Linked DNA regions of Mus musculus: region 1 is linked to region 2. A link is a contact called in public promoter capture Hi-C data. All regions are on one chromosome and are shown on one strand. Each heading gives the region's core, a stretch centred on a gene start, on an enhancer-like site or on the middle of the called end of the contact. The rest is flanking DNA. Distances are from core to core; before and after follow the strand shown.

Region 1 (3,545 bases), core at 269-2,768, 1.4 Mb after region 2:
CATTTGAAACAGGGCTGATGGGGACAACCAGGGAGAGCCTGAGAGAAATCCCAAATCCACCTGGCCCTCACTCCAGGACTGTGAGCTCCCAGCAGCCTTCCATTCTCTCTGGGCTGAACACAATAGTTCTCCTATTCAGGGCTAGTTAGAAGCCACTCTAATGACACAATTAGTCACCCACTTGTCAAGCAAAGAGCCTGCTAGTAGGGAGTCTGGCAGACTCAGCAGAGAAAGGCCTGAGCCCAGTCTCATTGCCGCCTCTCCTGTCCCAAGAGCTTCACTCCAGGGTAAACCATTGTATCCAGCAAGGGAAGGAGGCGGCTGCAGAGAGCCAACAGCTTGCCCACGGCGGCTAGCCCACGGCTTGCCCACAGCTTCCACTATGCTAGCCCACGGCTTCCTAACCATCCTGCCACCCAAGAACAAAGTATTGAAATCTGACCAGAGACCAGAGCATGTGGCCTGGCCTGGCACTGTGACATCCCAGTATCCCGGGCAAGCACGGATCCAATCTGCAAAGATGCATCTCAGAGACTGAACGCGTGAGGGGTACCCTGAAGACTGGTCAGCTGATAGCTCCTAGGAGGTGGGCAAGGTAGTTTGGGGGTATCAACTGCGATGGTCAGGGCCTCCTCTTGCACCTTTTGTTTCATATAAGCTGGGCTCATCCCAACGCAGGGGGTGGGGGGGTGAGGAGGTGTCAACGCCTACAAGCAGTTTGAAAGCTACAATACCATGGTCCCAGTAAGTGCCTTCCTCAGTCCCGTCCTTCCAGCCTCACAAAACGCCCACACTGACTCTGGAATCTGGATTCGAGTTGACCTAAAAGACAGGCAACTTCTCTTCTTGCACATCCCACCCCAAAGTACTGTGTTGTCAAGAGAGAGCTCACTTTAATTCAGACCTTGAAGTAGGACACGTGTTTGTGGATTTAGGCAAGGGTGGGCAGAAGCCAGGCAAGAGGAGGGTGCTGCAGGGCAGAGTGTCAAGGGCCTTGAAAGGCCCGGGACGGCCAGGACGGGGAGGAAGGGAGGACAGCTCCAAAGCAAGGCACTTGGAGGCACTTTGGGGGAGGATGGAGCGTCCCAGCCCCAGGAACCCTCCTTTCCTGCCGGCCACTAGCTCGGCCCTTCCTGGGCAGGTCCAGCCAGCAGGCTCGTAGGCGCCCTCCCGGGGACCCCACGGCGATCTCGGAGCGTACCTGCCTCCCCTCGGCCGCTGGCTCCTCCGCCTCGGACTCCTCCGGCTCCGCCACGCGCTCGGACTGGCTCGGTCCCTCCGGTGCAGGCTCCGGGGCGCAAGACTCTGGAGGTTCAGGCGGCGCAGGAGCCCCGGGGGCCTCGTCCGAGGCGGTGCTCTCCGGGGCCGGGACCCGGGCCGCCCCACGCCGCAGCAGCAGCCAGGCGAGCAGCAGCGCCAGCGCCGTGACCAGCGCGGGTAGCGCGGCCAGCAGCTCGACCGGCGACTCCATCGCGCCGTGGCCGCCGAGTGGCCGCCAGCCCGGACCCCGAGGGAACCCGCCGCGCCCCGCCGCCAGGCCACGCCCAGGGGCGGAGTTTCGTCAAGCCCACGCCCCTCGCGCCCTGGAGTGATTCGGAGTTCGGACCTTGGGAGGCGCTGAAAAGCTCGCTCTGGGGCACCATCTCAGCTCAGGCTTCAGTGCATTTCTGCCCTACAGAAGTTCATTTAGAGATGGTAGTGCAAACAGAAGAGAGCATCAGATTTCGTTACGGATGGTTGTGAGCCACCATGTGGTTGCTGGGATTGGAACTCAGGACCTATGGAAGCGCTCTTAACCGCTGAGCCATCTCACCAGCCCTTCCAAAGAACTCTTAAGTTTCTACTAGGGACATGGTGGCTCTTGCCTTTGATAACAAATCCCAGAACTCCAGAGGCAGAGACGGATGGGTCTATGTGCGTTCAAATACAGCCTGCTTTACACAAGCAAGCCCCAGGCTGTCTAGACTGCCTATGAGACATGGCGGAAAGAGATGAGAGGTTGGCAGCATGGCCCGCAGTTGCAGCATTCACAAGTTTCCGTTAACCACCACTGAGAAGAGACACATCCCCTCCAGCCCAGAGGCTGTGGGGATAGGATTGGGCTCTTCCTGCTGCTGGCTGGAGCTCACAGCTGTGAAGATGGTGTTAAGAAGGCTGGTTTTGTTTTTCTGTATCTTTCCCACTGCTCTCTCTATTGGTTAAAGTGTAAAACACACTGTAGCAACTGTCTACCTCCCTAGCACACCCCATCCGCCTTTTAGTTACTTTGAATAAATACAGGGCAAAGTTTGTCAGAAACAAAGAACAACAGAAAGCAACTGGGCTTAACAGGTGCCTGTAACCCCAGCATTCAGGAGGTGGAGGTAGAATTCATTCAAAGCCTGTCAGGGTTACATAGTGAGTCCCGTTTCAGCCTGAGCTACATGAGACCCTGTCTCAAAAGAACAGAAAGGGGTTGGGCTTCCCAGCTATTTAGAAAGCCCAGTAGACCAACCTGAGCAGTCTCAGCTCACACAACAAAACGGGGCTCCAGCTTTGGCTAGATGCTAGACCAGAGTTGTTTTGTTCTTGACATGTGGCAGAGGGGAAGGAATCCTAAGCCTACCAACATACTTACACATACAATGGTAAGTGCTCTACCACGGTAGGAGCCACATCCTACCAGGGAGAGTGACTATCTTACTGGGAAGAAACAGCACCATCTCACTTGTGAGCTCCAGCCATGACAGGAGGATCCCCTGTCAGCAGCGGGAAGGGCCCAATCCTATAACCACAGCCTCTGGGCTTAAGGGGGGATGTGTCTCCTCTTAGTGGTAGTTGATGAGAAAAACTCAACTATACAAAAAAGGCTTTGTCTCTAGGCTCCTGGCTTCTGACCCCTACAGGCCATGCAACGTATATGAGCCTTATTTTAGTCTAAGACCCTGAGCCCTTCCAGTGCTGGGATTACAGATGTGAGCTACCACACTCTCCTGCTCCCAGGTTCTGTTTCTTAGTTTTATTTACTTTTGAGTGTTTTGCTTTCATTTATGTCTGTGCAACACATGCAATCCTGGTGCCTAAAGAGAACACTGCATTCCCTAGAACTGGAGTTGAGGTACGTACGGTTCTGTGTTCTGTTCCATCTTGCGGCTGGAGTGTGTGAACTCCGCTCGAGCACTAGTCTACATTTCATCCATCCTTACTGACATCAGAGTGCAGGGCTGGTGGGACACAGTCCAAGATGGGGGCCCCAGCCGGGTGAGTAGTGATGCAGGCTGAGGCCAAGGAGTCAGGGGTTTTCAAACTCCCCAGAATCCAGTCACCTCTGGGAACTAGGGGACCACATGGCTGGTGATGAGCCTTGGGCCAGGGGGTTCTCTGTAGCCTCCCCTCCCCCAGCCTTAGGGTTCCCCACTGTTTACACCTGGATGGAGCTTGCCTGCTCAATCTTTCTGCCATACTGCTGGAACGTGCCGCTTTGCTGTTTGGAGCCACAGTGCTCATCCTGCTACTGGATTCCGAGATTATTTGGCGGGAATCGGGCCCCCTCCCCCTTCCTTCAT
Region 2 (3,599 bases), core at 18-2,517:
GGGTGTGTCTGAAGACAGCTACAGTGTACTTACATATAATAAATAAATAAATCTTAAAAAAGAAAAAGAGAAAAGGAACTCCATTACTCTCACACAAGCTTTCCACAAAGAGCTTGCAGCAGACACTGTAGTCAGTGGAAGATGCCTCCTCCGATCCCCACAACAAGATCAAGAGGAGGAGTCAGGCTAGTCTTTTGAAGCAGATTGACCTGACAGCCTGAAGCTTTTTAGAAGCTTTTTTCTGTGGGGTTCAGAAGGACAGGAAGTAAGCCACAAGCCACTAAATCAGAGCAATGGTGACTCACCAGCTTCCCAATCCCTGACTTCTCTTTCTAAGGGTTAGAAACAAAGTAACAGCAACAGATAGAATCTCCCAAAAGACTATGCTCTGGGCTACCCTGGGGATGTAACTCAGCGGTACAGCGTTTGCCTCCTGTGTGTAAGGCCCTGGCTTTGATCACCTGCATGGAGAAGGAGGAGGAGGAAGAGAAGGAAAGGGAAATACTGGAGAGATGGATTAAGAGCATTTGGTGTGCTGGGCCGTAGTGCCGCACGCCTCTAAGCTCAGCACTTGGGAGGCAGAGGCAGGCGGATTTCTGAGTTCGAGGCCAGCCCGGTCTACAGAGTGAGTTCCAGGACAGCCAGGGCTACACAGAGAAACCCTGTCTCGACCAAAAACAAAAACAAAAACAAAAACAAAACAAAACAAACAAACAAAAAAAAGCATTTGATGCTTTTGCAAAGGACCTAGGTTCCAGTCCAAACACTCACACAGGGACTCATAGCCATCTGTAACTCCAGCTCCAGGGGATCTGATGCCATCTTCTGGCCTCCTCAGGAACTGCATGCACGTGGTGCACATACTCTAATGGACAGACAAAACATGCATAGTAGAAATAAATAGATCTTTGAAGAAAAGGAGAGGAGGAGGAGGAAGAATACCAGAATGATGTATGATGCTTGGGTCATTAGTTAGCCCAGATCTTCCTGCTGCTCATTGGCCGTTTTCCCTCTCTGGTCAGAAATATGAACATCAATTGTAAGCGGCCCTAGGTGCTAGCAGCTTCTCAGCCGCGAGAGACATAGATGCTGGAGGTGAGAACCCATACATGGAGGAGTAGAGTGTGTTGGTACTGCATAGCACTGTAGTCTGCCCCATGGGACACCTGTGTCCTGATGACATCACAGGCAGGATGCAGGGACTGGCCGCACCTGAATTATGACATCAGCAAAACTTGCCTTATCCTCAAGGAAAGGGCATCTGGACAGAGAGACCATGAAACAGCGGCCACAGAGAAAGGAGAGAAGACGGCAATCATCGGTCCACAGGTAGGCACAAGAGGATGCGGGACGCCCTCAGAGCTGGTGAGGGAGGCTGCCGTAGGTCCTGGTACCTGAGTCTCTGTGGGTCTTTTCCTTCTTGGCACAGGGCAACAAAATATCTGGCTCTCATGGACATGCAGAAGATCTCAAGTGAGTTCAAGCTCCTGACCTTCCCTCCTAAGTGCCAAGGGAGTGGCCTCTCCCCCAGAGCATCTTGTCCTTCCTTCTGCCTTTCACCACCTCCCCCACAACTGGGGCTGAGACCAGGAAGTAAGATGCTCAGTGCCCACCCACATGGGGGTTGGCTGCCTATGCAGTCCTGGTTCCCTATGGTCAGACATCTGCTTCCAAAAGAAAGATGTAAAAAGGAGTATGCCTATGACATAAAGAACATGCCCCTGATGTGCAAGACCATGTCCCTGGGGTAAAGGGCCATGCCCTGGCCCCCTGCCATGCCCGGATTTTTCTCTGTCTTCTCAGGATCAGCCCAGGACAAACCCCCCTCACAGCTCTCTTCCCAGCCCTCCAGAACCCCGCTCCATCTCCTGATGGGCAGCAACAGCAGTCAGCACATGTTGGAAGACCAAGTCCTCTGTCCCATTTGCCTGGAGGTGTTCTGCAACCCAGTCACTACCGCCTGCGGCCATAACTTCTGTATGACTTGCCTTCAGAATTTCTGGGACCACCAGGCTGCCATTGGAGAGACTTACTATTGCCCCCAGTGCAGAGAGGCCTTCTCCAGCAGGCCCCGCCTCTGCAAGAACGTCATCCTCGGGGAGATGGTGGCTTGCTTCACCCAGGCCAAGAGCCAGACCTCAGGGTCCTTGTGGGGCCTGGCTGGCCCCACAGATGTGCCCTGTGACTTTTGCTCTCCGCAGAAGCTGAGGGCAGCCAAGTCATGCCTGCAGTGTGTGGCTTCCTTGTGTGAGAAACATCTGCGCAGCCACTTTGAGGACCAGCTGTTCCAGGACCACCAGCTGTTGGACCCAGTGTGGGACCTCACGAACCGCTTGTGCCGCAAGCATCGCAAGCTCCGGCAGCTGTATTGCCGCACGGAGGGCAGCTGCGTGTGCGGAGCCTGCCTATTGGAGGAGCACAAGAACCATGACACCACCCCCCTGGAGGATGAACGGGCCCGCAAAGAGGTGAGGTGGGCTGAGGAAAGGGCGTGCTCCAGGCTCTGAGAATCTGTCACATTTCGGGGGGTGGGGATGAACACAGCTGAAGCCAGGTTTTTCTGGCACCTAATATGGAAAGGCAGGAGTTTGAGAGGAGAACCTGTCTGAAAAGATGCTTAGGCAGGGCCGGCGAGATAAATGGATGCTTTCTACCCTAAGTTCCATCCTCAGAATCTACATTTAAGTGGAAGGAAAGTGGGGCGTGGTGACGCGCGCGTCTTTAATCCCAGCCTGTGGAAAGCAGAAGCAGATGGTTGTGAGTTTGAGGCCAGCCTTGGCTATGTAGTGAGTTTCAGGATAGTCAGAGCTGCATAGCGAGCTTTTAAGATTTATTTTTTTTATGTATATGAGAGTACACTGTAGCTGTACAGATGGTTGTGAGCCATCATATGGTTGCTGGAAATTGAACTCAAGACCTTCAGAAGAGCAGTCAATGCTCTTAATCACTGAGCCATCTCTCCAGGCCGAGACCCAACTCCTCAAAGCTGTCTATTGGTGCCCACACGCCCCTACAATAATAATACTTTTTTGAAGTTAGGCAGCTGCTAGCGTGATGGGTTATGTTATGGCACAAGAAAGCATTGGTAAGTTAATAAGGAAGGCTGCAGAACTGCTGGTCAGAAGTCTCTATGAATAGTGAATGATGTGTTGTTATGGGTAGGAAAGATTGTTTACAAGTCTCCCTTAGAGATGCATCCAGGAAACACCTGTGCAGGACGCACCTGCGCCTTTCTCCTCCCAAGAAGCCGCAGAAGACAGTAGCTGGAGAGATGGCTCAGCAGCTAGGAGCACAAACCAGAGGACCCCGGCTTTGACTCCCACCACCCACATGTTAGCTCACAACTGTAACTCCAGTTCCCTGGGAGTATGCAAAACATCCATACACATAAAATAAGAGACAAAAAAAAATTTTGTTTTGTTTTGTTTTTTTTTTTCGAGACAGGGTTCCTCTGTGTAGCCCTGGCTGTCCTGGAACTCACTCTGTAGACCAGGCTGGCCTCAATCTCAGAAATTCACCTGCCTCTGCCTCCCAAGTGCTAAGATTAAAGGCGTGCGCCACCACTGCCGGGCTGCTTTCTAATTTTTAAATTCCTTTTC

What was found. Promoter capture Hi-C pulls out the DNA fragments that hold promoters and counts their contacts.
Region 1: a promoter capture Hi-C map of pre-B cells shows a contact between it and region 2, with 5 times the contacts expected there. The contact joins the promoter of Mxra7 here to the promoter of Trim80 in region 2. A contact is called at or near these places in 1 of 39 promoter capture datasets (pre-B cells) and 1 of 9 other capture datasets (liver).

What each region holds. Positions count from the first base shown.
Region 1 is chr11:116,826,528-116,830,072 of GRCm38.p6, forward strand. Mxra7 (matrix-remodelling associated 7) reads right to left here and starts at 1,519. Exons shown (of 4, transcript NM_026280.3): 1 at 1,202-1,519. The coding sequence starts at 1,471.
Region 2 is chr11:115,439,278-115,442,876 of GRCm38.p6, forward strand. It overlaps Trim80 (tripartite motif-containing 80), which reads left to right and starts at 1,268. Exons shown (of 8, transcript NM_001033775.3): 1 at 1,268-1,329; 2 at 1,430-1,473; 3 at 1,804-2,468. The coding sequence starts at 1,277.